2 separate regions of the Mus musculus genome follow, and region 1 is linked to region 2. A link is a contact called in public HiCAR-type data. All regions are on one chromosome and are shown on one strand. Each heading gives the region's core, a stretch centred on a gene start, on an enhancer-like site or on the middle of the called end of the contact. The rest is flanking DNA. Distances are from core to core; before and after follow the strand shown.

Region 1 (4,758 bases), core at 1,606-4,105, 160 kb before region 2:
AGCTCTCTTGATCACAGTTTACATGGTGCCTTCCCATTTTGTTCTCAGTTTTTCCTGTGATTTGAATCAAAAGTACATTAGTGAAAGCTGGAGAGATGATTTAGTAGTTAAGAACACTTTGTTGCTCTTGCAGAAAGGCCAGGTTTGTTACCATCATTCACACAGCACCTGAAACTCTCGTTCCAGGGGTTCAGCACCCTCTTCTGGCATTCTCAGTCACTGTATGCATGTAGTATACACGCAAACATGCATGCAAAAATAGCCACACAAATAAAAATAAATGTTTAAAGTATGTAAGTGGTAGACCTTGGTCATTTAATTCTTAGCAGCTTTATTTCGAAACAATGTGAGCCTCTTTAATCTTTTATTCAGATTTTCTAAAGGTTTTTTTTTTTTTTTTTTCTTGTCTAGCTAAACCTTATTCACTGGGGTGGGGTAGCTTTCCTGGGTTTACATCACTTAAGACTCAAATTTTTCTAATTTTTGTTTCTCCTTCATCCAGAGACCAGTAGCTTAAAGGTTTGCTCTCTGACCATTCCAAATGTGTATAGCCTTCAGGGTACAACATAGATATCCAGATCTACAAGCATTGATTGGATGTTATTTTTAACTCTTAGATTCTTTGGAGTTGGCCCAGAGTTGTGAATATTATGCAGTGCCTGTGAGGCTCTCTGCTCATTGTGTTCTAGTTCAGTAGTTGTCATCCTTCCTAATGGCTACAACAATCCTTTACATAATAGTTTCTCATGTTGTGCTGAGCCCCCAATCATAAGATTATTTTTGTTACTACTTCCTAACTGTAGTTTTGCTACAGTTTTATGAACCATAATGTAAATACCTGTGTTTTCTGATGGTCGTAGGCAACCCTGTAAAAGAGTGGGTCAACCTCAAAAGGTTGTGACTCACAGGTAATATCCAGTGTTCTAGTTGCTCTTCCGTGGCTGTTATTATTATTATTATTATTATTATTATTATTATTATTATTATTATTGGTTATCTTATTTATTTACATTTCAAATATTGTCCCCCTTCCTGGTTTCCCCTCTACAAACCCCCTATTCCATCCTCCCTCCCACTGCTTCTATGATGGTGTTCCCTACCCAACCACCCACTCCAGCCTCATGGCCCTAGCATCTCCCTACATTGGGTCATTGAGCCTCCACAGAACCAAGGGCCTCCCTTCCCATTGTTGCTAACTAAGGCAGTCCTCTGCTACATATGCAGCTGGTGCCATAGGTCCCTCTATGTGTACTCTTTGGTTGGTGGTTTAGTCCTTGGGAGCTCTGAGGGTGTCTGATTAGTTGATATTGTTCTTCCTATGGGGTTGCAAACCCCTTCAGCTCCTTCAGTCCTTCCCCTAATTCTTCCATTGGGGTCCCTCTGCTCAATCTGATGGTCGACTATGAGCATCTGCATCTGTATTAGTCAGGCCCTGGCAGAGCCTCTCAGGGGACAGCTATACCAGGCTCCTGTCAGCAGGTGCTTCTTGGCATCAGCAATAGTGTCTGGGTTTGGTGTCTGCAGATGGGTTGGATCCCTAGGTGGGGCATTCTCTAGAAAGCCTTTCCTTGGGTTTCTGCTCCACTCTTTGTCCCTGCATTTCCTTTAGACAGGAATAATTCAAGTATTGGGGGGGGGGGGTGTACACGATCGGGTGTGGGAGAAGACGGGGGGAGGTGCACAGAGGGTCAGGAAATTGAACAGAGTTGTATAGCAGTAGGGAATGGAGAACTGGGGTTAGCCACCAGAAAGTCCCAGATGCCAGGGAAGCAAGAGGTTCCCAGGACACAACAAAGAGGACATTAGCCAAAATATCCAACAGAGGGGAGATAGAATCTGTAGAGACCATATCCAGTGGTCCCTACATTGAGGGATGGGGCCACCCACCTGTTGCGGTAAAACTCCATCCCAAATATGCCCCAACAATGAAAACACAACACAGTTAATATGAATACATGCTGTGTGCCTAGATTGGGCAGATCTACCGCTACACTACCATCTTCCACATCTATGAGACCCCTTAGAACTTGAGGTTTCTCCAGGCCATGTGCTTCTGTTCCGCTCCTCCTCCTCCTCCTCCTTCTCCTCCTCCCCTTCCCCTTTTCCCTTTTCCCTTTTCCCTTCCCCTTCCTCCTCTTCCTCCTCCTCCTCTTCTTCTTCCTCTTCCTCTTCCTCTTCCTCCTCTTCCTCCTCCTCCTCTTCTTCCTCCTCTCCCTCCTCTCTTCACCTTCACTCCACCTTCCCTTTTATCTGCCCAATCATCAGCTCTCCTTTATTTTACAAATTAAGGTGGAAAGCAGGTTTACTGGAAATCACCTGAGTACTGAGTCATTCCTTGTTTGCATCCACTCACAAGAGAACTGAATTAACGTCAAATATAATTAGCCCCAGGGCTATCCACAATACCCACCGATCTCAAAAATTTTAATCCTAGGAAATTCTTAGCAGTCTATTTTTTTTTTCTGGTTCTTGTTAACTTCTGGCTGCTTTGCTGTTCACATGTGTCTGTCATAGAGCTGCCAGCTTCTCCTTCGTGCTTTACTCCAAATTCCTGTTCAGAACTAAGCTAAGTTCATTGTCCTTGAAACCTGCCTTTTACCCTGGACATCACTTGTGTACCGCTATACCTAAGCTAGGGTTAGGCCTAGCTTTACCTAGAATGATAATCATACTTTGCAGTTGCAGAAGAGTTGGAAATCCCTGGTCTTCCTAACTTACTACTCCTAGCAGAACTTGCACTCGTCCCGCTTCAAGCTTTAGGTGGCGATATTCATCTAGAGCTTCTGTGCTAAAGATGGGGAGCTTAGACACAGAAGGTCTAGCCCAGCGCCTCTGTAACATGAAGTTATGCAACAGTAGTAACTCCCACCAGTAACCTTTACTCCAGACTGAAAGCTTGGGAGAAAGGAACCTCTCTGCTCAGCCTGAGGAGAATGCAAAACACAGGAGCCATAGAACGGAGCTGTGAGCTGGAGTGTAGGGGAAAGCAGCCAACAACAGTGACTGCTTTTACCAAAATTTAGTAGATTCTCGTGAATGAAGATTTTCTGTTTCTATATGCCTTTAGGACATAGCACTTTTAAAGTGCTAGGTTTTTTTTTTTAAAAAAATGTTTTCACCAGTTAAATTGGGTTTTACTTTACTTTTTTAAGGCCATCCAGATTTATACTCTATAATTCTGGAAATCCTCCTTTTTCAGCAAGCGATAGAAACTTGCTGAAGCTTCTTTGTTGCTGACATGGAAACCTACAGTCATGACTTAACTTCAAAATACTTTAAAAATCTGGCTATCAGACTCCAGCTTGAAATCCTATAGTTTATATCTGTTTGTTGTTGGCTATGAACCTTGTTGTTGTTGTTGTTGTTCTTCTTCTTCTTCTTCTTCTTCTTCTTCTTCTTCTTCCTCTTCTTCCTCTTCTTCTTCTAATTCTGTTGCTGCTGTTGTTGCTGCTACTTCAATAATTTGACGACGACAACAACAAAACCAAAATACATCTGGTCCAATTCTGAAATCAGGAAATATGTATGAATCCATCTTTTTTGGTTTTTTGGTCCTAAAGTTTGCCTATATTCACCAAAGACAAATGGACTAGTTAGCTTGGGTTGCCAGACTTCTTATAAGTTTGCAATTATAAACACTTTTTAATTTAGAAAAAACTAAAAGTTAATTGTCCAAGAATTTGGGAACTAATCCATGCAGTTTTGTGTGTTTCTTCTGTTGTTAGATGCAGTTTGGGGAAATACACTCTTTACTGATGGTTACTTAGTTCTAAAACAGTTGCTTTAACCCTGAGAGTCAGCCACACTGCACAGTGGTAACTCCTTAGTGATTTGTCCTTCTCGTTTTATCTATCCCGCCCACACACAGACCTTTACCTAATTCAGTATTGCTTTAGGTGCTCTTTAATTCTCCCATCAGCAGTAGCCGTGCAATTTTGTCACTTTTAGGACTTTTTTATTTCTATTGCAATTATGTGTCTCCTTTTGTAGGTTGTAGCATCTGAGTCTTTTTCATATTCTTACTCCTATAGACTCTGTACATAAAATTTAATGAGCAAACAAAAATGAATGGTATAATTTTTTTTGTTTTGTAGCCGAGAGACACACAAGATTGCAGTATTTTACGTTGCTGAAGGACAAGAAGATAAATACTCCATTCTCACCAATATAGGAGGAAGCCAAGCATATGAAGATTTTGTAGCTGGCCTTGGTTGGGAGGTATTGTTATACCAGCCATTGTTTTATATTTAGCCCTTGATCACAATATCAATCTGCAAATATCAGAAACCAATCAATCCCTCATATAAAATATTGGAATACTTATATAAAACAATGTATATCCTACTGTATAATTTAAAGTAATTTAAAGTTACTTATGCCTAGTAGTCTAAATACTATATATTGCACTGCTGAGCTATACTGTTTAAGAACCAGTAACAAGAAGGACTGGGAAGATGGATCGGTTAGTTCATTGCTTACCCAGTGAGCCTGAAGACCTGAGTTTGGATCCAAAACACCCATGTAAAAGCCAGGCACAGTGGCAGAAATTCCCCAGCACTGGGGGAGTAGAAACAAACAAATTCTGAGTGCTTACTAACTATCCCACTTGCCAACTCCACAAACTCCAGATTCAACAAGTGACTTTGATTTTGATGAGTATATATTTAATGTAGCATAGTTGAAATAATATCCTTGGTAGCCATTTAAAGTTACAATGATTTTTTTTCTTAGAGTTGACAGTTATTGCACAGAATTTGT
Region 2 (4,594 bases), core at 930-3,429:
GGGAACTCTCATCCAGGTGACCCTATCGTCTTCAAACAGCAACACCGCACCCACACTTCCCGTCTCTCTTCTGCTCCCTTCTTTCTTCTAAAAAGACCCTACTGATGGTGTCGGGCCGGTCTGGATCATTCAGGATACTTGATCCAAATCAAGGTCACTAGGTCAGAAGCTTGAACTCCGCCTACAGCCCTAATTCACCTCAGCCCATGTGACCTAACACAGATAGGATTTCTTAGTATTAGAACTCAGACACTGGCATAGGGATGGGGTAGGGTAGGGGTGGGGTATAGGTGGAATAGGGGTGGAGTAGAGGTGAGGGTAGGGATGGGTAGAAGTGATGGTAAGAATAGGAGTAGGGCTGGGGTAGGGGCGGGGTCTCCGGTAGGGGCGGGGTAGGGTGTTTTCTGCCTAGTACATGCTGGAATCCTTGCATTAAAGTGCTCATTTTAGCTGTGTTATAAACTTCGTTAAACATTTCTCGTGGCCTTTACTTGTCTTATTCAGCCCGTTGAAATGGTTTCATTATATTCTCACTGGGTTCATTGTTGTTCAGGGTAGCTTAAGAACACACCACACAGGCCAAACACAGTGGTATGCACCTGTAATCACCTGTAATCCTTCTAAGAAGCTTGGGGAGATGGGACATTCTAGAGCTACATAGTGAGTTCCAGACCACATAGTAAGATCCTGGTTTTGTTGTTGTTTTAATTTTTGTTTTTGTTTTTTTGTTTTGTTTTGTTTTTCTTTTAAGAAAATTGGTCTGGAGAGATGACTCAGTGGTTAAGAGCACTGGTTGGTCTTGCAGAGGATAGGGGATTGAGTCCCAGAACCCACACGGTAGCTCACAACTGTCTTAACTCCAGTCCCAAGGATTCAGACACTCTCTTCTGACCTCCACGGGCACCACACACACACACACACACACACACACACACACACACACAGTACACAGACATAAGCTCAGGTACACACACACTCACATACTCACTCACACACACACACACGTAGAATAAATGTTTTTGAAAAGTAAAATAAGAAAATTACAATAACAAAACCTACAGGGTTAATTCGAGCCACATCCAGTATACAGACATATTACCTCTAAATGTCTGTGTAGTTGGTAAAATCTGGTAACGTACTTCAGTCACCACACCCACACCCACGCTACGTTCCACATTCCAGGAGCATAAGCTTCACACATTCAACAGGACAGAGAAAGTTATATTCTATTTAGCCAAACTCTCTTCAGCATGAGGAAAGACTAAAGGCAGAATCTAAGAGACTTTACACTGTAAGCGCTCTCCCCAAGAGCCTGCACAGCAAAGGCAGTCCTTCGTGGCTAGCAGGGGCTTCTTCTATTTTTCTCTCCTCTCAGCACTCAACTGGAAATAAACCTCTGAAGAGATGTAACACACACACAGGTACACATGTGCACACACACATACACTTAACAATAAAAGGCTTAAAGCTGGCCATGGTGACATAATCCCAGCACTGGAGAGGCAAAGGCAGGTGGATCTCTGAGTTTCAGGACAGCCAGGACTACAAAAAGAAACCCTGCCTGTCTCAGAAAAACAAAAGGGAAGGAAGGGAGGGAGGGAGGAAGAAAGGAAGGCCCCAAGAAACTCCTATCTGTGTTAGAAAAAAAAAAAAAATGGCATTCAAGAAAGATCGTCTCAGCAGTCCCAAGAAGTGCCAGTAGGTGGCGGTAGCGCGATACCAACGCGTTCCTGGATTGATCACTTTATTGAAAGCATCCATCTTTTTTTTTTTTTTGCTATTGAAGTTACAATGTTTATTTTTAGTGTGGCTTGATGGGCTCCATCTGTATGTAATTTAACAATATTGAAATCAAATTCTGATACCTACTCACATGGATGTAAGCCCTATTAGATTTCAATTAGCATTCACTCTGATCTGATTACCAGGCCTTAGCCAATCCAATGGCTAATAGGGAGACATTTAGATAATTGCAACTGTCTGCAGTTATTACTCGTGCTATCATTTTCACAGAGTGATTTGTGTAAAGACTGGGCCATAAAATTCATTGTGTTGGTAGAGACAAGAGGTTAGGGCTGACCGGCACCAAAGTGCCATTAAGGAGTTTGTCATTGTGGGCTGACATTTAGGGGTGCTTCTCCTTAGGAGTGTAGGGTGTTGACCCATTTAGCCCTGCTCCAGATACTTCAGAGTCTCCACCCTCGGGATTGTTTCACTTGGCAAAAGACAAGAGACATCATCCAGTCTCCTTTTCTTCTCAGTTAATTTAAATTGAACACGACCACACCCAAACTCAGCTTTCACAAAGACCTCCTCTGGAGTGGAAATAGGGTCTTGTGGCTCACTAGATACTAATTTCAATCCTTAGCAGTCGTTAGGCACAGCTGCACACAAGAGGGGGATGCTGATGTGCTGATGGTCGCTTAGATACAAAAGAGGCAGGGCGGGGGGGGGGGGGAATCATCTTGACAATCTTTCCTAGTCTAAGGTTCTAGGCAACAAGAAAAAAAATATTCCTTTCCCAAAAGAGTTTCAGACCGGAGGAAGTAACCTGCAGGTGACATCTTCTTAAGGGTGGGGCAGAGATGAGACACCCACATACAGAGATGGGGTAGAGAAAGTCCCCAGGAGCCAATTCAAATCTAGAGTGAAAAAAATGTCATCAGTGAGTAGTGACACACATCTTAATCCAAGCATTCGGGAGGCAGAGGCAGGTGACTCTCTGGGAGTTCGAGGCCAGCCTGGTCTACTGAGCTAATTCCAGGACAGCCTGGACTACACAGAGAAACTCTTGTCTCTCTAAGAGGAAAGAAAGTAAAGGGGGCAGGAAGGAAAAAAAAACAGAAAACCCAAGGGTTTTAAATCCACAATTTAATATTTTGCCTGACCACAGTCGCCATTAGAACTATCTCGCCTTCTGCGACCCTCCAGGGTGCAGTCTTAGTACCTCCATTTGGTCCCAGGAATGTTCACCATGTCTTTCCTGCCTAATACTGTTACACACTCCCTCTACCAAGCCCTGGAGAAGCACTTGTACACACCTGTGTACCCCACAGGAGGCCCAGCCTTTGCCCCCTGCCTTTGCCCCCTGCCTTCGCCCCCTGCCTTCGCCCCCTGCCTTGCCTACTTACTGCCTTCGTCCCCAGCCTTCACCCACTGGCTTTCTCCTGACTGTGCTGACAAGCAACCCAGGACTTATCGCTCATTCCTTTTCTTCCCATCGTCCCTTCATCTCTGGGCGGTTAGGGACAGACTTGTGCTTGAACTAAAAAAAAAAAAAAAAGAAAGAAAAGAAAAGAAAAGAAAAAAAGAGAAAAGGGAGGCAGCATTTTAAAAGCTCCAAATTTGTTGTTGCCTGGAGCTTTTTCCTGCGGGGCAGAAGTGATAAAGTTGGAGATTTGTGCGCTCTTCTGGGGAGGGCTGGAAAGCAGAGCTCCCTATTAAGTGCTGCTTCCGTTGTGCCTGTCGTTAGACGGGAGCTGCACCAGGAATCTCCACTCATTTTTAGCACCAATTCAGGACCCTCGAGACAGCAGCCCCAGCACGTCTATCTCTATGTTAACTGTCACTTTTGCTGAAACGTGTCATCCAAGGAAGGCCCCCTCAATCTGCTGGACCTGAAGCTGAGACAGCGAAACGCTGCCACGCTAGGCACCTTACAAAGCCTTTCCGGAAGCGCCTGCCAGAAATCCTATCGGAACGGTTGTCTGTGCTCAGCGAACAGAGCCTCCACTGCCTCCGTTTTTCTCTAGGATTTCCTGTCAGGAAACCTATCTAGGAAACAAATTGTTGTAGATATTATCTAATCAGAAAGCAAAAATCATTCTTCATATACCAATGGGCTTCTCACTTGGAACCTGATTGCATTTATCTGTGTGTACTTCTAAGCTAGGTCAAATCTTGAGCCTGATAGTTTGTTAGAAGTTCCCCTGCTTCTAAAAGTATCTGGAAGCACCTGGAAGGCTACCTGGTCGACCTCACTAGGGGATATATATGGCCTGTACCAAGACCTGCCTGCTGGCCTCTCACCATCCGACCTAATCTGAGTCCCTCCTTCCCAATGTGCTGGCCTCAAAACATTTCTGCCGCAGAGGACCTGCTGAGGTAAAACCTCTGCTGATGGACTTGGTGGTGCACACCTGTAACCCCAGCGCGAGGAAGACTGAAAGAAAAGAATCTTGAGTTTTGGACCAGCCTGGGCTAACAAGAATCTCTCTAAAATTTAAACAGTGTAAAATACAACGAGGATAATTGTAAAATATCCAGAGCTTCTCCCTGCAAACTGAAGTTCACTGGAGCAGCTACAACTGTATTCAAGATCCTGACCACTTGACCTCCTCCCGGTCCCTACCTGTAACAGAGTATGGTTGGCATACTCCACCCTCTACCCTAAACATCTCCAGCCCAGGGGTGGGCTGCCCTTCTCCCTGATGCCCTTCCCTATATAATCTAGGCATTTTGGTTACCCGCCCCTTTGGTACCTTTGACCTCCTGGCTGCTGTACCTGGTTTCCCTCTTTCCCCTTTCTCTTCCCCTCCCCACCCCCCATGACCCAGGTCACGACAACTCTGGGCTCTCCCAGATGGGTCTGCCT

Evidence for each region. HiCAR-type assays count read pairs that join an accessible place to other places.
Region 1: a contact with region 2 is called in a HiCAR-type map of embryonic stem cells, with 2.5 times the contacts expected there. The contact joins two enhancer-like sites. A contact is called at or near these places in 4 of 39 promoter capture datasets (the C10 cell line, cranial neural crest and hippocampal neurons), 1 of 15 datasets of contacts at CTCF or cohesin (pro-B cells), 4 of 484 Hi-C or Micro-C datasets (the N1E-115 cell line, cochlea, nephron progenitors and 1 more) and 1 of 115 datasets of contacts at active chromatin or transcription factors (embryonic stem cells).

The regions. Positions count from the first base shown.
Region 1 is chr12:55,665,013-55,669,770 of GRCm38.p6, reverse strand. Ralgapa1 (Ral GTPase activating protein, alpha subunit 1) reads left to right here. Exons shown (of 42, transcript NM_001368814.1): 36 at 4,095-4,218. Among named protein-coding and RNA genes, the nearest start is that of Insm2, 68 kb to the right of the region's middle. Within about 2 kb of position 2,855, at least 13 of the 459 cell types and tissues checked have an H3K27ac peak or open chromatin away from gene starts, as enhancers often do. A contact at or near this core is called in embryonic stem cells, where this site is marked.
Region 2 is chr12:55,503,241-55,507,834 of GRCm38.p6, reverse strand. No RefSeq gene overlaps it. Among named protein-coding and RNA genes, the nearest start is that of Gm36634, 12 kb to the right of the region's middle. Within about 2 kb of position 2,179, at least 12 of the 459 cell types and tissues checked have an H3K27ac peak or open chromatin away from gene starts, as enhancers often do. A contact at or near this core is called in embryonic stem cells, where this site is marked.